Linked DNA regions of Mus musculus: region 2 is linked to region 1. A link is a contact called in public Hi-C data. All regions are on one chromosome and are shown on one strand. Each heading gives the region's core, a stretch centred on a gene start, on an enhancer-like site or on the middle of the called end of the contact. The rest is flanking DNA. Distances are from core to core; before and after follow the strand shown.

Region 1 (7,430 bases), core at 3,308-5,807:
AAAAGAAATTTCTGGCAATCAGAAAGACTTTCACACTTGCCCCTTCAGAGGAGGCAGCTGGGGAAATAAATAACGAAGGAGACGAGAAGACGGGAGGGTATCCAAACGGAGGAGAAATTTCTCTGTCCAGGCAGCGCAGCCCCAGAGAGCTGTGTGGAGCAGGCAGGAGGCGGGCAAGACGAACACGGGAGCGCGCAGTGGCTGCGGGGAGGGGCGGGGGGCAGCACAAGGCTGGGTTTATCCACACATCTGTGTAGTAACCAGGTTAGGGTCCAGACATTTAGGTCAGGGTTTCTGCAAAAAGAAAAAAAAGTTCACTGACCTCAAACTTCCGCGAGTGATTTCCACTGAAGCACTGGATCTCCGGCAGTGCCTCCCCCACCCCGCTCCCTGCGCCCTCACTCCCCGCGCCCTCTCTCCTGCCCTAGACCCCGCTAGAATCCTAACCACTGACCTCACTATGGTAGGAAAAGTGATCCGACGAGCACTCGAGCACTCACTATATCTAACGAGAAATAAAAGCCACTCGGGCTTCCGAAGGCAAGAGCGACCTGGGAGTGGGGGAGGGCATGATCCTTGAGCCCAGCACTGCCCAAGAAAGGGGTCTCCGAGCCAAGGTATAAGCCCCTCTGCAGCCTGTGTGTTCTCCTAGGATCTCCAGGGGCCCCGCTGAGAACTCTAGGGGAAGCCAACCTGTTCTCTGAGGACAGCCTTAAAAATTAGTGAGTCAAACTGGGTTTTCCAAGGCCTGCTAGACTTGAATCTCTGGGGTTTCCTCTCTCCCATTTCTCTGGCTCTCAGCCTGTCTTTCTCAGAACATTGAAAATGTCTCCCAGAGTCATATGGGCAAGCCTTCCTCTGCGCTGACTCCAGCAGAGAGCAGGGTGAGGGAGCCTGGTAGAATGAACAAGAAGAGGACTGGAAGAGGGTAGGAGATAGCACCCGTCCCTCTCTACTCTTATGCCCTGAGCTTAGCCTTGATCGGTCCTCTGAAGGTTTCCTTGAAGGTTTCAAAGTGAATGGGACAATTGGCCTGCTTCATGCTAAGTGTCCTATGACGGACAGCAGGGGCCCTCTCTACTCAACTTTGACAACACCACACCCTACTGGCCTTTGGCCTGATACCGGGAGGAGCTGGGAAACACTGCATGGAAGGAGACAAAAGAGCCAGGAGGCCCAGCAGCTCTTTGCTCTTAGCCCCGAGAGACTGAAATGGAAGTGCAAGCTGACTTGCTCCCACTTTACTTCCCAGGCGGGAAAGTTTGATTAGAAGGTTCACCTTGTGAGCAGCCAGAACGTGGCCTAAAAAGAAGTTAGTCTAGTCTCTGGAAGTGAGATTTTCAGTAAACTGAGTCACAAGCCTCAACATTAAAGCAGACAAAGCTCCACTGGGCATTAGAGGGAAAGGGAAAGGCTGCATCCCAGCTTCCCGGAAGCTAGAAACAGTTCTGTAAATCAGTTTTCCCTGACGAGAAGGTGTGAGGATGTCTAACCATAAAAATGATTCCACAAGACCGCTCAGGGAGTAGAGGTGCTTGCCACCGACACCTGCCGATCTGAGTTCAATCCCCAACTCACATGTTAGAGATAACTAATTCCAGAAAGTTTTCCTCTGGCACACACCTATGACACATGCACCTTCACACATACAAAAAAAAAAAAAAAAAAAAAGCCCAAGTCAACAAAGAAATGTAGTGTTTCATTTAAAATGCCTCCAGACCCCATCTTCTGTAGGAGAGGCCAGCGTCCTCCGCAGTGTCCCTCCCCAGGGTGAAACATCATAAAAGGCAGGCTCTGCCACTTCAGAGAACCAACTTCAGAACCTACTGAGTCCGAGGGAAGGAAAATGATGTCCAGTGCCCCACCTGAGCCCCTAACCTAGAAGCACACTGACATAGTTTCAGCCATGAATGCTGTTCCCCAATAAACAGGGACATTTACACCACACTGCGAGCTTGCCTTTTTCTTCTCTTTTTTAACTGAAAGTTTCTAGAACTAGACTAAACAGAAGGCGGGTGGATGGTTTCACTGGCTTGGAATCTCCTCCAGAGAAGAGCATCCACACGCACCCCCTCCAACATCAAAACAAACAACCATCATGCCCACAAACAAGACTCGCCCGCTGTGACAGCCCCTTCCAACGCTTGGGAAAGTGCCACTGAATGGGTGGCCAGAACACCAGTACCTGTACCTGCTCCCATGATGATAGAGTCCGGATGATGTAGGCCATCCCTCTGGAATCACCTACAACTTTATTTCTTGCCTCTTTGAACACAAGTAATCGAACAATTTGAACAATATGCTGTCCTTTCAGACACAAAGAAAACATCGTTTTGATTTTTATCCCATTTGTATGAGCCATGCCTGTAGCTGTAAGGCAGAGGAAGCAGGGACACAGGAGTGAGGACAGACTGGAAGGCTACAGGAATCCATCACAGCAGACACACACACACACACACACACACACACACACACACACACACACACACTCCCTCCAACCCTCTAAGGCACCCTGACTGGGAAAGCGCCAGGTGACTGACACTCCTGGAAGTCTTTACCCAGGCAGCACAGCACCTTGCAGCCCTGGGCCTAGACCCATGGCTGACACTGCACAGCCTAATGGGACTTTACTCCATACTGGGGCCATGGCTTCAAAGAAAAGACCCTGCTTTAATAATTCAGCCGCTTGAATGCCATTTAGTATCCATAGCAACCAGTTCCCTGACATCTAGTTGTAGGCAGGATGTGGCTGGAAAGGGGAAAAGAAGGAAAGTGGGGAAAGGCAGAAAAGATAGCAAACAGAAGAAAACCAGCTTAGATTTTGTCTCTGCTTTACTCCTTTCTCTCCTGGTCCTGATGCTGACAGTGGCTCTCCCTTCTGTGCCTTCTCCTTGCTCCCTCCCACCTTGTCTCTGCTCTTCCCCTCTCTTCTCCTAGAAACAGGAAGATCCAGATTCCTGACTCAGCATTCCTCAAGCACCTTGGGGATGCCTGCCAATCTCTCTCTTTGCATCTCCTTGTCTTTCTTTCCTTCAAATAGGGGCCTTTGGGCATTTGCTGTGTTCTGCTAGCTCTTACTATGTATGATTCTATGGTCCTCTCTCCATCCCTCCACTTGGCCGCCTTTCATCTCTGTCAGACTGTCTCTGCATTCCCCATCTCTCAGACTCTGTCTCTATGTGCTTTGCTATCTATCTACCTACCTATTTATCTATCTATTATCTATCTGTTTCAACTATAAAGTGATTTTAAACTAATAATTTAAATTAAAATTCCTCTTCCCCTTGTGAAAAGCACGCTGCCACTCCAAGATGGTCCTCCTTCATCCTATAGGCTCTGAATCCAACATCAGCTCTTCTCAGAAGCCCACCAGTCTCCCAAGAACAGGATCAGCACTCCTCATGTAAGCTCTCATAACCCTGATTAAGCCCTGTTGTGCCTTTTCTCCATGTTGCAATTGCCCGCTCATCTGTTGTCCATCCAGTTGGCAGGTGAGTGAGTACCTACAGAGCAGAACAGTGCCTTGCTCCCTACTCCATCCCCTGTGCCCGCTTCTTGGGAGGCACTTAGAAGGAGATGCTGAAGGAAAAAATAAATCATCTATAACCAGAGGTTTCTGAATCACTGCCTGTCAAAGACTTGGGACATACTCACAAAGGACACCAGGAAAGAAGGGGGTAGGAGGAGCCAACCGAGTATTACAAGGGATACAGAAAAGAGAAAATCTCCTGTTCTTCAAAGAGGCATGAGCTTGGTATAAAGGCTCCAGAGTGGGCTCAGCAAGAAGGGAGACAATAGCAAGGGGATGGTTTCCCTCAGCCCATCTCAGGGCTACTCTGGCACCGTTCAGGCAAACTCCAATGGTTACTACATACTCAGTGATAAGGCTCCTTCCACATAGCAGTGCTTCCAAATGTCTGACATCCACCACCTCAGCATTCCTGCCTGGCCCCATTCTTCCTGGGAACAGGGTATAAGGGAGGCAGGCAGACGGAGGCTATGATGTGGCTGCCAGAGGGACATGGGCCAGGTGGCCAGTCCTTTGTAACTGATGGAAGATGCTAATGAAGCTTTCTGTCTTCTAGGAAGTAGCTACGTTTAAAGTAAGAAAAATACTCCGTGAGTAGATATTTTTTTAATGGACAAAACCTATGCGTTTAAGAATATTTAGCTGTCAATGTGAATGAAAAGCAAAAATTCAGGGCAGGAAGGCTCTTCCCAGTGTTAAGTAATGAAGTCCTTTATCCATCCGTCGCAGGAAGGGTGAGTAACACACACACACACACACACACACACACACACACACACACACACACACACACACTATTTATGTGCAGAGAGTCCCAGTTAAATTGAAACAGGCTCCAGCAAGGACCATGTTTTATATAGTGTGCAGCCCCCCGCCCATAACCCAGAAAGCCAGGCACTCCTGGCTTGGAGCCCCAGCCCTCACACAGCTTTTTCCCCAAATAATCCTTTAATCCAGATGGAACTGCCTACCCTCAAAGATCTGCCAAGTGACACACAATCTTCTCGATATCGCGCACAGACTGAGTGACACATTTCATTAGCAGACTCTCATGAGTTCCCCTCACCAAGCCATCCTCCCATGCAGCCTCCACATACCCCTCATCCGAAGCACAATCTAGTCATGAAAAGCAGTGAGGTTGAAGACAGACACTAGAAAACAAAAACAAGCAAACAGCATACGCCTCCTGAAGCAACACAGCTTTATAAAAGATGGTAATATCACACCTGACTTTATTGCTACACCCAATTGTTTAAGAAGTTCAAGGTAGATCTAGGTTGACTTTCCTCTGTGTGTGTGTGTGTGTGTGTGTGTGTGTGTGTGTATCCATTTCTTTCGTGCTAAAGGGGAAGCATAAATTAAAAACCTTCCTATACGCTCAGATCAGCCATTGTACTCCCTTCTTCCACTAGATTGAAAACACACGCCCCCAACCACGGATCCTAATCATCTCTCCATGTAACACCCAAACATTAGGACAGACCTACGCTCTTCCACCACGTTTGAGAACAGAACCGGAAAGCCTGTGGCAGCAGATGCCCATACTAATTCCATTATGCACACACATAAACTGCCAAGACATCACACGGACACACTCGTATACCCATAACTAAACTGTGGGCACATGCACACACAGTCACATTCTGCCCTTTTGCTCTTGTGTGTGTGTGTGTGTGTGTGTGTGTGTGTGTGTGTGTGTGTGTGTGTGTGTAGCTTAGATTGGTGATGCTTTGGATTATGAGGTTTCCATGGTTACCCTCTATGGAGGAAACTGGGGTAATTGAACTCTTGGGGTTCACCATTCAACAGATGCCGCTCGCTCCCTCCTACAGGCTTGCTCACTCGTTTGCTCTGCCTTCCTTTCATCATGGGCCGTTTTAAGTGACAGTTTCAAGTCAAGAACATCATCGTAGAGTGAGACCTTCCCAGCGTTCTCGTTCTACCTTGGAAAATTCTAAAGTTGAAAGCTAATTTCAACATACGGGCTGCCCCGGAATAATCTTGGCCTAACTTGGGTCTAAGAGCATGGGACTGGGCAGCATGCCCCACCCCCAGAATGGAAAATAAAGCAGACTGACTATTTCATAAAAAGTTCTAAGAGAACTGAAGGACTCAGATCAATATAAATCCATAGAAACAGAGAGTGGCCCCGACACATGCTTTCTCTCCTCCCCACAGACCTTTTCCAGACTCCTGGGTAATTCTTGCCTCTTTCATTTAGGCCTCTGGAACAAGGTATCACGGGATCATGGAATGATTATAAAGGCTTATTATAGGCAACAAGCAATTCTTTCTAACAGTGAGAAATCTGAGATGGGGTGCTGGTATGGGGATACTGTCTTCTGGGCTAAGGACACTACCTCACTATAAGGCAGACAACAGAGACATAGAAACTCATCCTACCCTGACAAGGATGCAAATTCTATACTATGGGCTTGACAGTTGTGTTCTAAATCACCTTGCAGAGGTACAAACTCCTAGCCCCTCCCACAGGTTAGGATTTTGACATGAATTTAAGGGACAAGAGAGCAACATGCAGCCTATAAAGGTTACATCAATTATAAAGAGAAGAAATCTCTTGGGATGGCCGTGTGCCTTAGATATGACCTTGTCTATACATAGCCAGCCCAAATTGGCTTGTTAAACAAAGTGCTACAACACAGTTCACTTATGCCTCATTGCCTCCAGAGGGCAGCAGGACTGACACAGGGAAATCTCCCGGGGATTAATTGACAAAGGTTTCTTCAGACTTTGATGACTTTCTGAACAAAGAAATGAAATCATGTCACATGTAGTAATGGCACAATATGCTAGTGTTCCATCGTGACTAGGGACAGAGAGACTCACGGTACTTAGTGGCACACGAGAGCCTTAGTTCAGTCTTTCAGAAGCCCGGGAGCCACAGCCAAGGTCCTCAGCCACCAGGCACCTCAGAAGTTTATATATCTATTATTTTTTGGCCTCTGGGTTCTCAGATGCCTTTCCACATGTAGGAGGGACCCTTTTGCCTAGTAATTCAAAATACTATGTAGCACAAAGACTCGCTTAAATATAAGGGGGCATTTGAATATTTGTTGAGATCTGGGGCATCCTGGGTTTCATCCTCAGGATCTAGATGATGGAAGGAGAAAACTGACTCTCACAAGTTGTCCTCTGACTTCTACCTATATGCCATGGCACACACGCATGCGCGCACACACACACACACACACACACACACACACACACACACAAATAAATAACATTAGAATACAAATGAGGATATAATTACAGTTTTTCTTCAAATACACACTCTTTCCTATTCTTGCCCAAATTTTTACAACTAACTCAGAATGGGCACTACAGATGGGCCAGGAGTAACAAGGAGAAAAGTTGGAGTTAAATGAACAAAACTGCTCACTTTGATTCCAGTTACTCACACAAGGCCTGAACTTGGGCATGCTTAGGTGATCTACAGGGAACAGAACAGTATAATTAACCAGCTGGAAACAAAGACCTGGGCAGCAAATAGCAGTAGGCAGTAATCTTTATTACAATAATGTAACAACAACAGTAATAATAATAGCAAGAACAAACGGAGAACAAGAGGAATTTAATCATGACAAACGTAATTGTGACTCTCCATTTCCCTTCCCCTTCTGTTATGGACTGTCATGTTTTCCCCCAACCCTCCCCCACAGAACTCACATACCAAAAATTTAACCCTTGGTGCCATAGATCCATGAGTATATTTGGAGACAGGATCTTTAAAAAGTCAATAGATGCATGAGGCTATTGAAGTGAGTCACACACACAGGCAAGATTCCAGGTAGACACGTTTACAGTGTCACTTCATGAAGAGGAGAAAAGGAACAGTGGTCAAATGTTTGCCTGGCATTCACAAGGCCCCAAGTTCAATCCC
Region 2 (7,430 bases), core at 1,610-4,109, 94 kb after region 1:
GCGGGTCCAGGCTGTCTGGTGGGCGGGTCCAGGCTAGCAGGTAGGAGCAGGCAGAAGAGCTTAGTCCTCTCTTCTCATACCTGTCAGTCCAACAGCTTCCGGGTCCTTGACTCAGATGCCTGGGTTTGAATCAAACAGAAAACCATTCAAATGTGGAAGCTGAGTGATTCCTTGACTAAAGGTCCCCAAGCCCCCTGAGGACAAATTGTTTTATGGGGTCTTGTGCTAGCCAGAGAGGGATGTTTGAGAGGGAAGGTAAATGGTAGGGTTTATCTTATGTTCTTACATACTCTGAAACACGTGCTTCTTGAGCTACCAGGGGTAGGGATTTTAGAATTGCACGTACAGTGGTCTGAACATCCAACATAGCTGCTGACGAGAGAGGGCTGCTGCTGTTTTTGGTCCTTACATTCCCTTTTCATGTAGAAGGGAGTGGGGTCAGCACCTTCCCTCTTGGTGTCCTCTTAGGCCTGCTTGTCTACCACAGAGTCTAGTGAGACGGAAATTACAAGATTACAATAAATAGATGTCAGGCACAATGACCTTCCTCTCTTCCATCCCTTCATAATGGAGCTGAAATCTTTTGAGTCTCCCAGCACAGATCTAATTACTGCACTTCCAACGTGGGGAGGGGAAAGAGGAAACAAGACAAGCGGGACACCTGGGGCAGGAGGATTATTGAAGAGCACAACATTAATTTTTTAAACCCATTGTGTTCTTTCTAGGAAATGAGACTGGCTCAGATCTCTTATCGAGTACACTCCAGAATAGCTCTGCCCATCCCATTCTCTTAGGTAGAAGAACATTTACATGCACGGTCACACACAAACGACCATGCACACAAACCCGGCTCCTGAGGCTGACTCGAACAGGGCGGTCTACCTGGGACCACACCGCTGTCCATCTGGAGGAGAAAGACTGTGTTGGAGACAAAGCCAGCAAGCAGCTAAGGAGGGTACAGCCGGGTGACCCATACCACGCTCTGTCTCCAAAGGCATGCATTTCTTCACTCAATAGCAGCATGATACTCACCTAGAATATAAGCCAACTGCCCAGATCGCCCTGAAGCTATGGCACAGTTCTCTGGGAACAGGACCAGAGTTGGGCACTGAAAAACTCAGTGACTTCTGGAACCTGGCAGCAACTGACTGCCTGACATTTTGGAGCCAAAGGTCACACTGGGGCCCATTTCCTACATGACAGCTGTTTCTCCCTCTCACATACAACAGAGACATGTGATGAAGGGCCAAGAGACAACAGAGTGGGTATGTTTCCTATGAAGAATCGCGTGCTTAACCCCCCTCTACCTCCTCAGACTCTCATCACCCGGCATGCCATCAGCAGTGCCCAGGAGCAAGATAGACGTGTGCACAGAGGCCTGAAAGAGACGAGGACTGGAGAAATGGGAGTCTTTTCTCAAAGTAGCTTTATAACTTGGAACAAGTGAGGTCACCTCCCTGAGACTCAGAATCTTCATCTGCAATGTAAAAGATGAAATCAGACCCTAAATCCCTCGTAAGGTAAGGCTTAGCCAACTATCTTTCTTCGTTTTTCTCTTTCTCCAGCACACACTTAGTTGGTTTTTCTGTTGATTCTTAAAGTACTTCTGCATTTGCTGCTGTCATCAGTGGGTGCTGTTTGCATCCACGGAAACTAAGTAATTATGGTTTCCATGCCGATGTGGAGTGATCCATGCCTGGTGAGCTCACTCGGGCATCTGGAGACTCAGGCCCTCTCTGGATCGGTTGTTGGATTCTTCAGCCGGGCAGCTCTGTTCCTGTCTCTCAGCCCCATCCTCCCACTCTTGGCAGCCAGCAAGATACCTTAAGCATGTTGTCCCCAGGGAGACTGCAAGAGGTTAAGCATAAATACGCAAGCCCCTGGGGTCCAGGCTGGAAACTACACTGCTACTCCTGACTTATGTTGCTACCCAGAGCAAGAAGCATGACCAAATTCAGAAAATGGGGAAATAAAACATGTAAGGAGAGTGGTCCGGACAGAGGGGACAGAGGGCATTTTTCTACTGCAGCTGATTGTCCTGGCTTGGGTGGGGTCATTAGAGTAGCCAATGGTCTATCCTTCTAGTCCACAATCCTAGACCTGAAGATGGTTTCAGTGGCATCCACAGTGTCCTGAGTACATATAGGCTCTATCTCCCCTGGGAAAGAACTGTGGGCTCCAGAGCCTGGCCATCAGTACCTCCTCTAATGCCACAACCTTAGGGCTCCCTGGGGACCAGAACCAAGTCCCTCTTGATGGAACAAGCAGAAGACCCTGTAAGGAGCAGACCCTTTGACAGCTCTCCATGCTGAAAAGGAGGAAGGGAGGGGGAAGTGAAGAAGAAGGAAGAAGAGGAGGCTCCTGAAAGTAAGAGGGGAGGGGGAAGCCAAGAGGTAGCAGTCCGTCTCTAGAGAGCTGCAAAGCTGACCCAAACCTCTAGTTTATTGGGAAGAACCAAGTTGTACCAAGGTCATGCCACTATTAGCCAGGAACTCCGGTGACTCATTTCATCTCTCCAAAGTGTGTTTCATTGTTTGAGAACTAGAGCAAATATTCTCAGAGACTGGAATTAATTCATCTACATGGGCTTTGCCAGTACTAATCATTCATTGAAGATGGGTGATATCTCCCACCTTTATCCTCAGATGTCATTGTCTATCCCGGAAGTGGGGACCAGAAGGGACATCTCCTGCTTCCCATGCTCTTCCCAGAATTGCCGCCTCCACAGAAGCCCAGTGTAGCCCGTGGCCTTGTCTCAAGCCTACATTGCCGCTATCGAGTCCATAAGAGGCTGCTCCACCCTCTGTCAGGTTAGCCTTGCCATCGATGACTCTTGGCTCGACTCTTCTGGTCTGTCCCAGCAGGCTGGCTTCTCTCACCCACATTAAAGGTCAGCTCTTGGATTGGCATTATGGCTGAGCAGCTGGAAAGGCCTTGGATGCTGATTTCCTTTTCTCTAGCTAGATCATTCTTTTATCCACCAACTCCCAAGTGAGAAGCCAGGCGCAATGCTAGTCTGTTCCCTGTCACCTCGAACAATAGCATCTTTTAACATTTCATCTGGACTCATCTCCCTGAGAAGACAAATCACCAAATCCATTCCCTCTGTCTGGCAAATGCTTGGAGGTCCCGGGGAAAGATGGACTGTGGGAGTCTTCCAAAGAGCTTTTCCTCAGTCATTGTCACCAGCCCCCTGGTGGCCTTCTTACACCCTATGACAAAGGCTAGGGTGGAGAGTGAGAGGAAGTTCTGTCTGTGAGTCTAAGCACCTGGGGCAGGGCCAAGCACAAAGAAGCAGCCACCAGCCTGCTGGCCAGGCCAGCTGTCCGAAGGTGGCCTCCAGCCAAGGCCTCGCGCACCCTCTTTGGCCTTCTAGCTGACACTTGTGTTTATTGAGCTGCTGCCGTATGATAAGCCAGGATGAGGCTGGAGGAGCATATCAGAGAGTAAACCGGACAGGTTCCTGCCTCACGGAATCTGCACCTAGTAGAGAATACAGATCACAACAGTAACTGATAAAATTATTTGAAACTTTGTAACCTTCCGTCCAGAGTGTAAGTACATTGTTGTTGCGCAGTCCGGGCACAAGGGCCTCCCTGTGACCAGTGATTGAAAACTCTCTTTTGCCGGGTCAAGAGTTCATTAGATGCTAACAGGATGAAGAACTAGAGAAACAGCAGGCAGAGAGAGAGGCAGAATGTGCAAAGACCCCGAGATAGGAAGCACCTAGCAGAAGCAAGCTCTTCTCTCCTAGAAAGAGCAAGAACAGCCTACCCACATGGTCAGTCACGGAGGAACATGGGTTTCTACTCACTGAAGATCTTAAGCAGGTCGCTGATTCTAAGCAGGTAGCTGATGCTGCTAATGTTGAATGGCAATCAGTGTGGACAAAATAAAGATAAACACTTAAGACAACTCAAGAGTTTTCAAGTAACCGGAAGCAAAGGCTTCCTGACATACAGGGACAGCAGGACCATACTGCTAAAGAAAATGTCCGCTTTCTCTAAACAACTTTGGACTCAGACTAACGTCTACATAAAATGGTTTGTAATTGCCTTACCTTGGAATGGTGTCTAATTCCAGTTCCCAGATGCAGTGTTTCAGCCAGATTTTCCAATTATGCACAGCAGAGACAATAGCCACTCACTCTGCCTTTTTTAATTAAATAGGTAGTAAATGTTCAAAACTTTGAAAACCCTGTAGGCATTATTAATCAAATAAGCCAATGAACTTCTGGTGAATCACTCCTATGGGCTATGTGCGATGGGAAAGCGTTGGTAACTGGGGATGTAGCTCAGTGGTAGAGCCCATGAGACTATATCTCTAGCAGCCCAGGATAGGAAAGTTCTTAGAAAAACAAACTCTGTCCTTAGGGGGCCTGTAGTGTGATTGGGGGGGGGGGGGTGAGACAAAATATAGAGAAAGGTAAGCCCCATTTCCTGGATGGAAGTATCCAAAGTTGCATGTAGATGCTGCTAATAGGTTCTAAAGAAAATGCCAGCCAGGTACAGTGCTTACCAGTAATTCTAGCATTCAGAAGGCTGAATGGATGAGAGAGAAGGCTCAAGGCCATCCTGGATGATGTAGGGAGGCCCTGTAGGAGAGAAAGAGAGAGAAAAAAGAAAGAAGGGATACCTGGACAGAAAAACTTCAGGCATGGCTGGCTGTGTCCCACACTTTAGGACACACACCGACAGGATTGTCAAGGACAAAGCCACCAATCTTTTAAAGGAGAGGGTATGTGTGGGGGTCCTAGACATGTCCCCACACAGCCTATGATTGCTAGGACTCATCTGTACATTAAAATTTACCTATGAAGTGGAGACACTTTTTTTCTTTTTATTTATGTTTTTATTTTTTCACTTTATATCCAGCTCACTGCCTCCCTCCTGGTCACCCCCTCCTACAATCCTTTTCTCTATGTCCCTCCCCTTCTTCTCTGGCACACCAAGTCAGGCGCATCCTCCCCCACTGAGGTCAGACAAGGTAGCCCAGCTGGAAGAACATCTCCCACAGACAAGCTTTTGGGATAGGCACTGAAGCTGCACATCTACTACATATATGCAGGGAGGCCTAGGTTCAGCCCAGGTATGATGGTTCAGTCTCTGAGAGCACAAAGGGTCCAGGTTAGTTGACTATGTTGGTCTTCCTAGAAGACTGCTAGAGTTCCTAGCAAAGACATTTTTTGTGTTTTGTGTTTAGTTAAAAAAAAAAACAGCTACTAATTAAAAATTAGGGGTGTACTGGCTGGTTTTGTATGTCAACTTGACACAAGCTGGAGTTATCACAGAGAAAGGAGCTTCAGTTGGGGAAATGCCTCCATGAGATCCAGTTGTGGGGCATTTTCTCACTTAGTAATCAAGGGGGGAAGGCCCCTTGTGGGTGGGACCATCTCTGGGCTGGTAGTCTTGGGTTCTATAAGAGAGCAGGCTGAGCAAGCCAGTAAAGAACATCCCTCCATGGCCTCTGCATCAGCTCCTGCTTTCTGACCTGCTTGAGTTCCAGCCCTGACTTCCTTTAGTGATGAACAGCAGTATGGAAGGGTAAGCCGAATAAACCCTTTCCTCCCCAATTTGCTTCTTGGTCATGATGTTTGTGCAGGAATAGAAATGCTGACTAAGACAAGGGGTGAACAAGAACACATTTTAAAATAAGAGGTTATAAATTATTATTGGCGTCTACAACATTTAGGACCTTTTTCAACCAAGATATAGTTAGGCAATTTTCCAAAACTGCTTACATAGGCATTCCCCTTAACACACCATAATTCTGGGTACCTGCCTGGACTTGGATCCCTAGTCTCAGAAATTCCAGGTGAATGTGCCCAGAGCTCATCCAAAAAGGGTGATTGATTTGGAGTTAAGATCCAGTGAACAAAGAAGTAGCAAAAACCCCAATGGCAGCCTGGGAAAGCCCATCAGACACCACTGACCATGAGATATGAGGGCAGCTGTGAGAATCACTGCATAACCATCTCCAACTCACTTACACATTGAGAAGCCATCACTGTGACCATGTCCCTCCTGTGAGCCTTGCTCAAATGCCGGAGGTGGGGGTGGGGCAGGAAGCAATGGCTCAACTGACTTAACAAGGACTGTACCTTCGCACAACCATTTAGCCACACAGCAGGTCTTGTGTAAGAGGTCTCTAGAGTGTATCTAGGAGTCAGCAGATGAACTCTGGTTCTGGTATGATGGAATCCAGATTCCCCAGCCCCACATCCAGCTCTGCCACTGTTAAAGATGCAAGAGGGCCCCTCCCAACATGAGACACTTACCACTCTAAGTCATCATTAAACTACAGCATCGTCAGATGTCTGGTCCGGAATCTTAGAGGCCACACAGCACAGTGACCTGCAAACATTTGGCCTCCTCACCTCCAAAAGGGCTGTGTTCTAAGCCAACAAGCCAGTTTCTAGCCCACCATAGTAACCAAGTATGCTGGTTTGGAAAAATATGCCCTACCCCAGGTCCAAAGAAAGTAGCAATATTAGGAAGTATGGCCTTGTTAGAGTAGGTGTGGCTTTGTTGGAAGAAGTATGTCCCCCAGGAGTGAGGGACTTTGAAGTCTTATGCTACGCTCTCCGGTCGAGTCAACTGGACAAGCCGAGAGGCTTAAAAGTCACTCATGAGGCAAAAGAGTTTCAAGGAAGCTCTCCTCCTGGAGTCTAGTGTTCGCTACCCATACAGTAATTTTTCATTCCCGAGTTCCATTCCCGAGTTAGTCTAGTGTATGGATCCACGTGCTCTCTTTCAATTTTTTCCTATCATAAGTGCCTTTTAAGATTGAATTCTGACATAGCTAAAGCTGTCCGCCAGTGTTCCAACAGTCCTAGTTCGTCTTTAGCAAGACCTTGGGCTTGGAATTCAGTACTGCCCCTGGTATTACACTATCTCTTTGAGTAAACGTTAGGTCACTGCCCTTCACAGGAATCTACCATCACCTAGGAAGAAAGAAGTTTCTGACCGTAGGGGAAAACAGAATAGATGCTTAGGATTATAGCTGAGTTACACCTATTTACAGGAATTTACAATGGTTTAGGAAGCAGATCAGGCTGTGGTTTTAGAGTATTGCATTATTCATGAGATGGTTAGCTAGAACGGAACTCCCTAGTTAGAACCATGACTTGGGTGTGAAAGCCCTTGCCCTAGGAGTAAAAAGTTCTCACACCTGGCTTCTAAGACTATAGCTGACCTTAGATAGGGCTGACTCTGTCTCAGTTATTTTATTGCCCAGTTCCTGCCAGTCTTTGCGTTTTCATTCCTCTGTTCTGTGTAAGAGTCATTAAGCATCCGGTTACCTCATTTGTACCTTGCAGGTATGTCACCCAACTTCCTTATTGTCTTCTGCATAAAAAGTCTGATGTTCGATTTGAAAAATTACACTCAGATTCCACACGAACTCTCCTGTGTGTGTCTGTTTGTCACTCA

Evidence for each region. Hi-C and Micro-C count contacts between places; a contact is called where the count stands out from the background.
Region 2: a Hi-C map of cerebellar granule neurons shows a contact between it and region 1, with 2.1 times the contacts expected there. The contact joins two enhancer-like sites. A contact is called at or near these places in 12 of 484 Hi-C or Micro-C datasets (the G1E-ER4 cell line, the P5424 cell line, cerebellar granule neurons and 6 more), 3 of 115 datasets of contacts at active chromatin or transcription factors (SST interneurons, embryonic forebrain and forebrain) and 3 of 9 other capture datasets (adipose tissue, liver and pancreatic islet).

Annotation. Positions count from the first base shown.
Region 1 is chr1:154,884,229-154,891,658 of GRCm38.p6, forward strand. It overlaps a transcript of Cacna1e not described here. Among named protein-coding and RNA genes, the nearest start is that of Gm41976, 24 kb to the right of the region's middle. Within about 2 kb of position 4,558, at least 12 of the 459 cell types and tissues checked have an H3K27ac peak or open chromatin away from gene starts, as enhancers often do. A contact at or near this core is called in cerebellar granule neurons, where this site is marked.
Region 2 is chr1:154,980,197-154,987,626 of GRCm38.p6, forward strand. No RefSeq gene overlaps it. Among named protein-coding and RNA genes, the nearest start is that of Gm30602, 8.9 kb to the left of the region's middle. Within about 2 kb of position 2,860, at least 22 of the 459 cell types and tissues checked have an H3K27ac peak or open chromatin away from gene starts, as enhancers often do. A contact at or near this core is called in cerebellar granule neurons, where this site is marked.